Linked DNA regions of Sus scrofa: regions 2 and 3 are each linked to region 1. The links are chromatin contacts, called in public Hi-C maps. All regions are on one chromosome and are shown on one strand. The core of a region is the stretch at or near the end of the contact, and the rest is flanking DNA. Distances in the headings are between cores, read along the strand shown. Region 1 holds the start of SNRPD1 (small nuclear ribonucleoprotein Sm D1). Region 2 holds the start of ABHD3 (phospholipase ABHD3). Region 3 overlaps ABHD3 (phospholipase ABHD3).

Evidence for each region. A called contact is a pair of places that touch in the nucleus more often than the background predicts.
Region 2: a contact with region 1 is called in a Hi-C map of liver, with 4 times the contacts expected there. The contact joins the promoter of ABHD3 here to the promoter of SNRPD1 in region 1. A contact is called at or near these places in 2 of 5 promoter capture datasets (fetal liver and liver), 6 of 47 Hi-C or Micro-C datasets (fetal skeletal muscle, heart right ventricle, liver and 2 more) and 2 of 2 datasets of contacts at active chromatin or transcription factors (alveolar macrophages and skeletal muscle).
Region 3: a Hi-C map of liver shows a contact between it and region 1, with 2.0 times the contacts expected there. The contact joins the enhancer-like site here to the promoter of SNRPD1 in region 1. A contact is called at or near these places in 1 of 5 promoter capture datasets (liver), 6 of 47 Hi-C or Micro-C datasets (embryonic fibroblasts, heart right ventricle, liver and 1 more) and 2 of 2 datasets of contacts at active chromatin or transcription factors (alveolar macrophages and skeletal muscle).

Annotation. Positions count from the first base shown.
Region 1 is chr6:106,796,268-106,800,032 of Sscrofa11.1, reverse strand. It overlaps SNRPD1 (small nuclear ribonucleoprotein Sm D1), which reads right to left and starts at 1,832. Exons shown (of 4, transcript XM_003127854.5): 1 at 1,675-1,832. The coding sequence starts at 1,688.
Region 2 is chr6:106,916,064-106,919,828 of Sscrofa11.1, reverse strand. ABHD3 (phospholipase ABHD3) reads left to right here and starts at 2,109. Exons shown (of 10, transcript XM_021096170.1): 1 at 2,109-2,129. The coding sequence starts at 2,124. MIB1 (E3 ubiquitin-protein ligase MIB1) reads right to left here and starts at 1,834. Exons shown (of 21, transcript XM_003356369.4): 1 at 1,094-1,834. The coding sequence starts at 1,322.
Region 3 is chr6:106,889,538-106,893,302 of Sscrofa11.1, reverse strand. The region is part of intron 4 of ABHD3 (phospholipase ABHD3); the gene reads left to right. Among named protein-coding and RNA genes, the nearest start is that of ABHD3, 26 kb to the left of the region's middle. Within about 2 kb of position 1,737, at least 5 of the 83 cell types and tissues checked have an H3K27ac peak or open chromatin away from gene starts, as enhancers often do. A contact at or near this core is called in alveolar macrophages and liver, where this site is marked.

The sequences.
Region 1 (3,765 bases), core at 583-3,082:
TAAAGTTGTTGAGAGTAAATCATGAGTTCTCATCAGAAGAAAAAAAATTTTTTTGTCTATTTCTTTAATTTTATATCTACATGAGATGATGGATGTTCACTACACTCTTTATGATGTACGTAAATCAAATCATTATGCTGTGGGAGTTCCCTCGTGGTGCAGCTGGTCAATAAAGAAAGAATCCAGTGTTGTCATTGCAGCCTTGGGTTGCTGCTATGGCACAGGTTCGATACCTGGCCTGGGAACTTCCACATGCCTTTGGCACGGCCAAAAAAAATCATTATGTTATATACCTTAAAGTTACACAATGCTGAAAGCCAGTTACATCTCAATAAAACTGGAAGGGAAAAAAATAGACAAAAAGTCAATCTTAAATGCCTTCTCTACAAACACCAGCCTGAATATGACAATGAGGATTCTTTATGTTATCTCAAACTATCTTCTTGTCTATCTTCTCTGCAAAACGAACGCTACTACAACATAGGACTCTTTAAGGGGGGGGTGGGCTACTGCTGTAGCACAACTGGGATTCTTGGCGTCTCTGGAGCACTGGGATGCAGGTTCGATCCCCAGTTCAATCCCCACCGGCACAGTCCAGCATTGCTGCAGTTGCCGAGTAGGTTGCAAATGCAGCTAGGATGTGTTCCCTGGTCCAAGAACTCCATGTGCTTAACTATTTGGTCGACATTGACAATTCTTGACTCAACAGACAATAAACTAGTTAAGCTAGTTTATAACTGCCGGCTGAGTTGTAAAAGCCTCTGCTTCTATGTTCCAGGCTCTCAGCCTCAAGGAGAAACATCAGAACTCAATCTATTTGCAGGTAGTTTTTGTGATGAATTAGCTCAACCAGTAAACGAGTCTTCAGCAGGCTCAACTAATCGACCAAATTTAAATACAGAAATAAACAGAATAAATCTCGATTATCTGTGTAATCAGCCAAAAAGTACGGAAGAGTGATTCTACCCCATATTGAGAGGTTTTTTCCTAAATCAAAGGGCTATTTTAAAGGGAAATGTAAGTTGAATAATCTTAAGGCTAGGGAATAACAACAAGAGGGAAAAAAAACACTATTAAAAAAAAAAAAAACCTCAGGAAATCAGAAGTCCATCCCTGATCCCTGATTTAAAATACTTCGGAATTGGATTTCATTATCTCCAGATAAACCCCTGCAGCTTCTAAGTACTCTTTTAAGTGTGACGGTAGTTTCATTAAAAAATATGCATTAATTTAAACTACTTGTGCAGGATGTACAATTTTTATGTCTCCCACGTTCTCAGGAAGCGTGGACCTAGTTAAATTTGCCGGTTCCTGAGTGCTGAGACGAGCCAGAAACGTTCTAACAGAAACGGAAGTCTGTAACTCACCGAAAGTAAGAGCTTGTAAGCCTGGCTCTGTACTTTTAAGGCCTCTAAGACACCTGATGGGAAAACACCGCCCGGCCTTCAACCTCTCGGAAGACCCGCAGATCCCTGGGCGACCCAGTCTGAAGCCTGGTCGAGTGCCCGCGGCGACGCGACCAAGATGGGGCGGGAGCGGCGGGCGCCGAAGGCCGTTAGCAGGCCGCGCGCGCACGCGGCTTTCGCGCCTCCTGCATCTCGGGCAGCTCAACCCCCCCGCTCCCGGTCCAGGACATCCCCTCATAGTACCCACCCTGCTCGGTCACCTCCTCACCTCACGAGCTTCATCCTCTCGGTCCGATAGTACACAAAACCCCACCGCAGAGGCCGACCCGCAGGGAGAATGAATGACCGGAAACGCTTACTCCCGGGGATCGACGTAAAGAGCGCGCGGATCCCTGCGCACTCACGGCGGAAACGCCGAGGCTGCGCTTGGGCCACTCTCCCTTCCGGCCGCGAGTAGCGCCAGTGCGGCCTCTGGCGGCAGGAGGTGTGCCTTGCAACTGTTAAGGGCGTTTAGGGCCGATCCAGGAGGAAACTTCCTGTAAGAGAGAGTATTTCAGGAAATTAAATCCTATTAGCGAGCATAACAAGGCTCCGGGTATTATGTAGCACCAAATTTTCTCGTGAATGAAAGGAAATAATTGGAGAATCCCAAAGGATTATGCTCCACCACCAGGTATCTCAGCGTTACTTAATGTGCTGAAGAAAATCATACAATTTAACTGATTATTTTCACTTTAAATTCTGGTCACAAACCTCAAAAGTGTCCCTTGCACTGCCCAGAGATCGTTATGCTTCTCTAATAAGCTCACAAAGTATTTCATACCTTCTTTCTTCTCTTTATCTCAAACCTTTTACAGTTCTTCTCCCAAATCACTCTCTAACGTATCCTACTTTTAGAAAACAGAAGCCATCCTTCTGCTTCCCTTTCTGTGACAACGATAGAAGTATTATTGCTCCTTTGGAAAGCAAATTCCTCTTGGTTGTAGTCTGGATCCCATCTCATTTCCTCAAGAATTTCACTCCTTCAATGATCCCCTTCTAATTTGAATCATCAATTCCTCCTTCTCTACTGATTTTTTCTATCAACATATAAATTTATCTAAAAAACAAACAAGCAACGAGTTCCCACTGTGGCGCAACAGGATTGGGCAGCATCTCTGCAGCTCCAGGACGCGGGTTTGATGTCCAGCCCTGCATTGCTACAGCTGGCTGTAGTGTGGGTTCCAACTGTAGGTTGGATCTGATTCCTGGTCTGGGAACTCCATATGCCTCGGAGATGGCCAAAAATGGAAAAAGAAAAAAAGGAAAGGAAGAAAGAAAAAATTTTGTAGTGCCAGTTGTGGGAACTCGGCAGGGTAAGAACCTGACTAGTATTCATGAGGATGTGGGATCTATCCCTGGCCTCATTCAGTGGGTTACGGCTCCAGTGTTGCCACAAGCTGCAGCGTAGTTCACAGATGCAGCTCAGATCCAGTGTTGCCGTAGCTGTAGTGTAGGCCTCAGCTGCAGCTCTGATTCAAGCTTCCATTTGCTGCAGGTGAGGTCTTAAAAAAAAAAAATTCTCCTCTCATGCAGCTCTAGCTCCCACCAGATTTCTTCCACAGAAAACCTCCTTAAATGAGCTGTCTATAACTTGTTTTTATTGCCTTGTAATTCGATCTTCAAATACACTGAGATTGCTTTTCTAATGGTGATCAAAAACCCAATACAAACTTCTGTCTTCCTCTTACTCAGCATCTCAGCAGCATTCAAAACAGACACTCTCCTTTGAAACATGCTCCTTTCTTGGCTTCCAGGATGCCAAGTATGCCTGGTTTTAATTCAATCTCACTAATGACTCTTTCTAGGTCTCCTTAGGCTGCCTCATTGTCTCCTGAGCCATTACATGCTGGAGTGCTTCTTGGCTTACCCTCAGCGTAGTCTCTTCATGGATACTTTCTCCTTTAGCCTAGGTGATCTCCCAAACCACAGCTTTAATATGTATCTCAGGACTTCATCCCTGGTCATCAGAATTCTTGAATGTTGTGAGGCAATGCTCATCAAACATTAATGTGCATAAAAAAAAATGGAGTTCCCGTCGTGGTGCAGTGGTTAACGAATCCGACTAGGAACCATGAGGTTTCGGGTTCGATCCCTGCCCTTGCTCAGTGGGTTAACGATCCGGCGTTGCCCTGAGCTGTGGTGTAGGTCGCAGACGTGGCTCGGATCCTGCGTTGCTGTGGCTCTGGAGTAGGCTGGCAGCTACAGCTCTGATTCGACCCCTAGCCTGGAAACCTCCATGTGCCTCGGAAGCGGCTCAAGAAATGGCTAAAAGACAAAAAAAAAAAAAAAAAAAAAAAATTAATGTGCATAAGACTCA
Region 2 (3,765 bases), core at 860-3,359, 120 kb before region 1:
CCACAGCCAGAGCAATGCCAGATCCGATCTGCGTCTGCGACCTACACCACAGCTCATGGCAACGCCGGATCCTTAACCCACTGAAGGAGGCCAGGAATCGAACCCGCATTCTCAGGAATCCTACTCAGGTTCGTTAACCACTGAGCCACGACGGGAACTCCTGAAAATTTTCAAACTTTAAATTTGAACTATTTCCTACTGAACAAAGTATCAAGGATAAATCTATGTGAACATGAATTCAAGTAAATTATTTTATGAGAGCAGGCTTTCAGTCTATCATATTATATTAAAGAGTCAATAATAAACAGTTCCCTGAAATTTGGTGAATCAAGGACACTGACTCACTGCTGTGTTAATGGATAAGTCTCTGACACAAACTTACATATGAACTGAGATGTTAAAATACATATACATACCAGGTGTCCCTTATACCTATCTTTCACTTGAACAGAGTATTTAACACAAAAATATAATTCAACAGCTTAAACTTTTTCCGTTCGTTGGTATAAATATATACGAGGAAACATTGAGGATTTTTCAATCATTGCACAAAGTACCAAGTAGCATTCAGCTACTGAACTCCAAGTCTTTTTAGGTGTTGGGGGGAGAGGGAGGGCATCTCAAAAAATCTGAGGTACCAATGGCCCCTCGGCAATTGTAACCCATCAACTACGCACCATATGGCAAGGCAAGCCTCCCTTCGGACAGTTATCACTCGGTGGCTGATTAATTTCAATGGCTTGTTAGAAAGGCCTCTCCAGATCCCTTCCCTAGAGAAGGAGGGGAAGTGTCTGTTGTTTTCCCGATGCTTTGTGTCTTCAGGCTTGAAAGCATCCCGGTGAGGCTGCTGCCACCGTTTCTCTTGCGAATTGAGTGCAGGGAATTGGGGCGGGGGAGGGGTCTTCTCTGTAAGTTTTTGTTTACCAGGTAAAGAACCTAAAATTCTTTCGACTCATTCTCTTTCCGCTCCAGCCCGGCGCTGAGGGCGAGGCGTTCCAACAGCGGGCCTCTTTCAAGCCTCGCGACGCACTTCTCCCCGGCCTCCCCCTTTCCCCAACGCGCGCAAGCCGGGGGCCAGGTGGCCGCCGCTTACCGGTGGGCGCGCTGTCCAGGATGCGCAGGTCGTAGGCCCCGGAGCAGCGGTAGTTGGCCGCGGTGCCGTTGTCCCACACCACCACCACCTCCTCGGGGCTCTCGAAGCTCCGGACCGTGCCCACATGGCCCTCGCCGCCGTCCTGCTTCCCCCACTTCCAGTCCGGGCCGCGCACTACTCGGGCGCCGACCCCTTCCACCATCACCCGGTTATTCCTGGAGTTACTCATCGGGGCCCCGGCGGTGGGCTCCGCCGCCGCCGCCGCCGCTGCCGCCGGAGGGCCCGTGAGGGAGTTGGGCCCCGGCCGGACTCTCGGCGCCGGCGGGGGCGGCAGCGAGCCCCGGGGAACGTGGGAATAACTCACGGGGGCGGCGGTGCAGTCACCGCCAAGCCCACAGCCGCTCCCCAGCCGTTGCCGCCGCCGCCGCGCCCCCCGCTCGGACTGGAGGCCCGACTGCAGCGGCTCGGAGGCGGCGGCGGCGGCGGCAGGCGGGCAGAGGGGAGGGGGCCGTGGGCGGGGACTCCCCCGCTTCCTCCGGGCTCCCGGGCCGGGCTACAGCGACGGCCGCCAGGAAACCACGCTCTCCCCCGGCCGGGAGCGCAGGGAGCGCGGGGGGCCGGGGGAGGCTAGCCCGGGAGAGACGGCGCGGTCGGCGGAGAGCAAGCCTAACTGCTGGCCTGTTTTCTCCCCCAGGCCCTTGCTCCAGGGTGGACGCCCGAGCGCCGGCGCCGCCTCCTCCCCCGTGGGCAGTGATGGTACCTCCCGGCGTCCGGCTAGCGTCCGGGCCCAGGGGCCCCCTTCTCTCTGCCCCCGCGCACGCCGCCGCGCTCCGCCCCTCCACAGAGTCCCTGCCCGGCGAGAGCGGCTCCACATCCGGGTACTGGAGCACCCAAGGACCGAGCAGCACCTTCTCTGAGAGATTAGGAGGGGACTTCTCAGCAACAGTAGGATGGAAGCGCTTTGGAGATCCGCGCGACTGGGGAGAGAAAGGAGAGGAAAATTGATCCCTAAGCGTCTCGCCACGGCTTTATGAGAGTGCGCATGCGCGCGGCCTGGAAAAAAAGGGGGGGTAGACATCCACCCCAGCTTGAGGCGATGGAGGGGTGGCTCCCCGGAGTAGTCGTGGACCGGTGGTGCGGCGCACCCCATTGGCTGTAAGGGAAGGGGCGGGGCAAGGAACTCCCTCAGGCCGCGGTGGAGGTGGGACTGGAGGAAGTGAGGATCCGGATGCGACCCGGGTTGCTGAAACTGGGTCCCTCTGGTGAGGTCAGGCTTTCCTCAAATTCTTGTGTACCTGGGTGTGCTGGGTGGAAATTTGGGATTACATGTTCTTTTAGTCTTCTTTTTTAATGGGGCGGGGAATAGGACAAATTATGGGCAATCTGTATTTTTGTTTGTGTAAATTGAAAGCATTTCAGACCGCAGTATGTGATTAGGGATGTGTTTTTAAGCTGAGCAGAATGGTGATGAATGATGTGTGTCTTGCTTTTGTGCAGAGTCAGGATGGCAAGTAGACTCCAAACAGCACAAGCTCCTGGGAAAGAGATTTACAAGCACTTTGCCCATTATAACAACTCCCATCCATTAAATAATTCCACCCCCCTCCCATAGCAAAATACAACCCTGAAAGGAAAATAAGTGTACCGTAAGAGCGGATTCTGGCCGCTATTACTTAAATGACTTTGTGTAGGATTTAAAACCACTGGTTCACAGCCCAGCACGGATGCATTGTTAGCATACTGTTGTTTTTCCTGAGAGTCAATTAAGCAAAGAATACAAATATTCAGCAGAAGGAAATATTCAGTTGGAAAGAAAAGGTGTGTAAAATGGAACCCATGAATTATTATATAGTGAAATTAATTAAATGTTCTTAATTTTTCATATTAAATAAAATAGGAAAATACCAGTATGGCGAAACAGGGCTTATTTTGGGTTTTTTGGGGGGGAGGGGGTTTGTCTTTTTAGGGCCACACCTGCGGCATATGGAGGTTTCCAGACTAGGTGTCTAATCAGAACTGTTACCGCCAGCCTACACCAGGGCCACAGCAACGCCAGATCTGAGCCGTGTCTGCAACCTACACCACAGCTCACGGCAATGCCGGATCCTTAACCCACTGAGCGAGGCCAGGGATCGAACCCGAAACCTCATGGTTCCTAGTTGGATTTGTTTCTGCTGTGCCACCACGGGGACTCCAAATAGAGCTTATTTTGGAAACTAAACAGTTAACATGTTTGTTCCAAATAGGCCAGCCAGGAGTTCCCATTGAGGCTCAGCAGGCTAAGAACCCAAATAGTGTCTGTGAAGATATGGGTTCAATCCCTAGTCTTTTTCAGTGGGTTAAGGATCTGGTGTTGCTGCAAGCTGCAGCATAGGTCACAGATGTGGCTCAGATTTGGTGTTGCTGTGTCTGTGACATAGGCCTGCGGCTGCACCTCCAACTCAGCCTCTAGCCCAGGAACTTCCATATGCCGCAAGTGCAGCCCTTGAAGGAAAAAAAAAAAAAAAGGCCAGCCAGGGAGTTCCCTGGTGGCCTAAAGTTTAAAGATCTTGGTCGCTGCTGTGGCGCAGGTTCATTCCTTGGCCCAGGAACTAATGCATGCCATAGGCGCAGCCAAAAAACCAAAAAAGTCCAGCCAAATATCTAGTGTATTTTAAAGTGTTTTCATCTTG
Region 3 (3,765 bases), core at 488-2,987, 93 kb before region 1:
ATCTGAGTTGCATTTAAAATAGAGTTGTATCTTTTCTTAAGCTTGAAATACTTGTTTGTGTGAAAAACTGAGGTTGACTTTATATTAATAAAAATGTTTTGATATAAAGAAGAAAATACCATAAGAACTAACTCAATTTTACTAAGTTAACTCTGATTTTTTATAGATAAAGCCTGTTTTGTTCAAGAGGTGACAGTCTCTTGGAAGCTTTGCTGGAGTATTCCAGGATTATGGTTCCAATTAAATTTGCACCAAGAAATAGCAGGAATTCATCATTATCCCATCAGTTAGATGTGAGGCTTGATGCCAGTTTTTTGCTAAAACTTAGTCATGCTCAAAAAGTACAGATCATAAAGTCTTTTGTACATATTTAAATTGGTGATTCTATACTTGGTCTGAACTGTCTCCTAAGACTTAGAAAGTGTTTTTAAAAACAATGTAGTTGAAACTCAAGGTCTGAATCTCATAAACCCTGGAGTTACCAGTATGCGAGACTTTTTTCCATCACTTGTAAAAGCTGCCAGAATTTATTACCATGGCTATCATTGCACTGTGCTGGAAGGTTGGAAGGTTCTGGCTTCCCTAAGGGTTAAAATATCTTCTCAATTCAGAAATTATATTGAGAATGTACAGTATAAGGAAGGCTTTGTGCTGGGTACTGTGAAAAGATGGAAAGACTTGTGAGAAATTGTCCTTTCCACAGGGGGCTCATGAGAGGGAAAGGCTGAACTAGGTCACTGCTTGAAGACCCAGATTATTTGGGTGCAGGAAGCTCTAATGCTGAGTGACACTGGACTTGAAGGTAGAATAAGCAGTGGTCAATAAACTTCTCAGTGGCCTTTGGGCTTATCCCCATTTGGGGTTTGTTTTTTTTTTTTTGGTTTTTGGGGGGCCGCACCTGCAGCATATGGAGGTTCCCAGGCTAGGGGTCCAATCGGAACTATAACTGCTGGTCTGTGCCGCAGCCATAGCAAATCTGGATCCAAGCTGCATCTGCAACCTACACCACAACTCACGGCAACACCAGATCCTTAACCCACCAAGCGAGGCCAGGGATCAAACCCGCATCCTCATGGATGCTAGTCGGGTTCACTAACTGCTGAGCCACGAAGGGAACTCCCATTTGGTTTTAACTGCAAGAAATCTTTGAATCCGGGTTGGAGAGGGTTAGCTATTGTTGTATAACAAATTATCCCCAAACTTAATAGCTAAAATCAACCAGCACTCTGCTCACAATTCTGTGGGTCAGCAATTTGGGCTTAGCTCAGCTGGGTGGCTCTTCTGGTCTTGGCTGGGATCATTTGTGCATTTGTGGTCCACAGCCAGGACAATGCCATGCCTGGGAGCCATCAGCAGGGGTGACTCATCTCAGCTCCACGTGGTCTCTCATCTACCATCAGGCTTACCTCAGGTGCACTTGTTGGCAGAGGGTTCCAAGAGTCCAAAAGTTACAGCTGCAAGAACTTCTTCAGGCCCAAGGCTGAGGACTTTCACAATGTTGCTTCTGCCATGTTATAGTCAAAACAAAAGTCATGTGGTCAGCCCTGAGTCAAAGGGTAGGGATACGGACGCCATCTCTTGATAGGAAGTAAGGCTATTAAATGTGTTTGCAATCTGCCACCGACAGCCAATAAAAAATGCCCTGGGACTTTGGCACAAGACTGGGTTGAGTCCTTAGGCTGCAAAACAGATCCATGTCACTGATACTGTTGCATTGGATCTAGTAGGTAACAGGGCTTGCCGGAGGTTATGTAATATGGGGAGCAGGGGTGTGCATGGGCTTCAGAGCCAGGTCTGGGTTCTGATGTTAGAGCCAGCACTTACTGAGTGACCTTGCACAACTAACTTTTAACTTCCCCAATCATAGCTTCTTGCTTACTACAGAGTTTAAATGAATTAGAATGTGTAAAGTGTTTGGTTTCGTGCCCTGAACAAAGTGGGTTTTTAGAAAGGTTTCTGTCTTCCTTCCTAGACCTTCTATTCCCTGAGCAAAGTAGGACATTTTTTATAATTTAAAGAGCAAGTATGAGCAAACCTACCATGTAGGAAATACAAACATCTAGCTTCCTTGCAAGAATGCTTTGATGTTATTGTAATGTCTCTTAGACATTAGTTTCATAGACAGTGTGAACAGCCCAATATCGTGAGGGTGCACTTGACTCAGGCCCAATTTTCCTACCTTATGTAAAGGTTGAGTATGTTGGGAGGGTCATGAATTCTGTCAGGTCACCAGGGAAGCAGTGATGCTCTACTGGTGAGTTAAGATTTAGACATTAGAGAGAACCTAACTCCTGGCATATTGTCAAATGAAACCTAAGGGTTTCCTGTTGTTACTGTTAAGTGAATCTTTTTTCCCTGTACCTGAAAACTAACAAAGACACACGACTTTTCTGTTTAAAGTCCACTCATTCAAAATTAATAGTGAGGAGTTCCCGTTGTGACGCAGTGGTTAACGAATCCAACTAGGAACCATGAGGTTGCGGGTTCGGTCCCTGCCCTTGCTCAGTGGGTTAGCGATCCGGCGTTGCTCTGAGCTGTGGTGTAGGTTGCAGACACGGCTCGGATCCCACGTTGCTGTGGCTCTGGCGTAGGCTGGTGGCTGCAGCTCCGATTCAACCCCTAGCCTGGGAACCTCCATATGCTGCGGGAGTGGCCCAAGAAATAGCAACAACAACAACAACAATAACAACAAAAAGAAAAAAAAAAAAACAAAACGAAACAAAATTAATAGTGAAAGGAAACTAAGCTGAGGTTCATTTAAGGTAATTGTGAGCAAAGGCTGAAAAGTCAAAGGTCAATAGAACTGAACGGGAAGGACTTGGCCTGCCAGCATGTAGTCCATCCTCACTGGCAGAGTGCACTGTGTATGCCCTGAAAAAACTCACCCCTGAGAGGAGAAGAGAATTGCTGAGCCAGACAACCCCAGTTATTCTTCCAAATTGTATCAATCAGCCAAGTCCTTCATCTCCTGGAGAGCAAGTGAAGAAGTAGGAAAGGCCAGGAGTACATTTAGAGAGAAGCACTCACAGAAACCAGAGGCCTGGAGAAAAAGTCATTCCCTCTAATAAGCTGGACCCATGTGATTGAAAAGTGGTTAGAAACCACACCCATTTCTTCAAGATTTTTTTTTTTTTTGCCTTTTTTTTTTTTCTACAGTTGCACCTGCGGCATATGGAAGTTCCCCAGACTAGGGCTTGAATCAGAGCTACAGCTGCCGGCCTACACCGCAGTCACAGCAACATAGGATCTAAGCCGTGTCTGCAATCTACACCTGCAGCTCACTGCAATGCCAGATCTTTAACCCAATGAGAAAGGCCAGGGATCGAACTCACATCCTTATGGATAGAAGTAGGGTTTGGTACTGCTGAGCCACAATGGGAACTCCCAAGTTTTCTTTCTTAAAAATTCTAATTCTATTCGGGGAGTTCTCGCTGTGGCAAGGAAGGATCAGTGGCATCTTGGGAGTGCTGGGATGAGGGTTCAATCCCCAGCCCAGTACAGTGGGTTAAGGATCCGGCATTGCCACAGCTGTGGCTCAGATCTGATCCCTGGTATAGGAGCTCCATATACCTCCGGATGGCCAAAAAAGAAAAAAAAAATTCTTCTCAGTAACATAGCCTGATAGATATCATTTTGTATGCCAGGATAAATCCTGTTTTCTTAAATCTTTTTTCCATTCTCTGAATTAAGTTCTAGCACTTCATCTAAAGTCAGGAAGAAAAACAGTAACTCTGAGAACTTCTTAAACCATATTTTACTCTGACC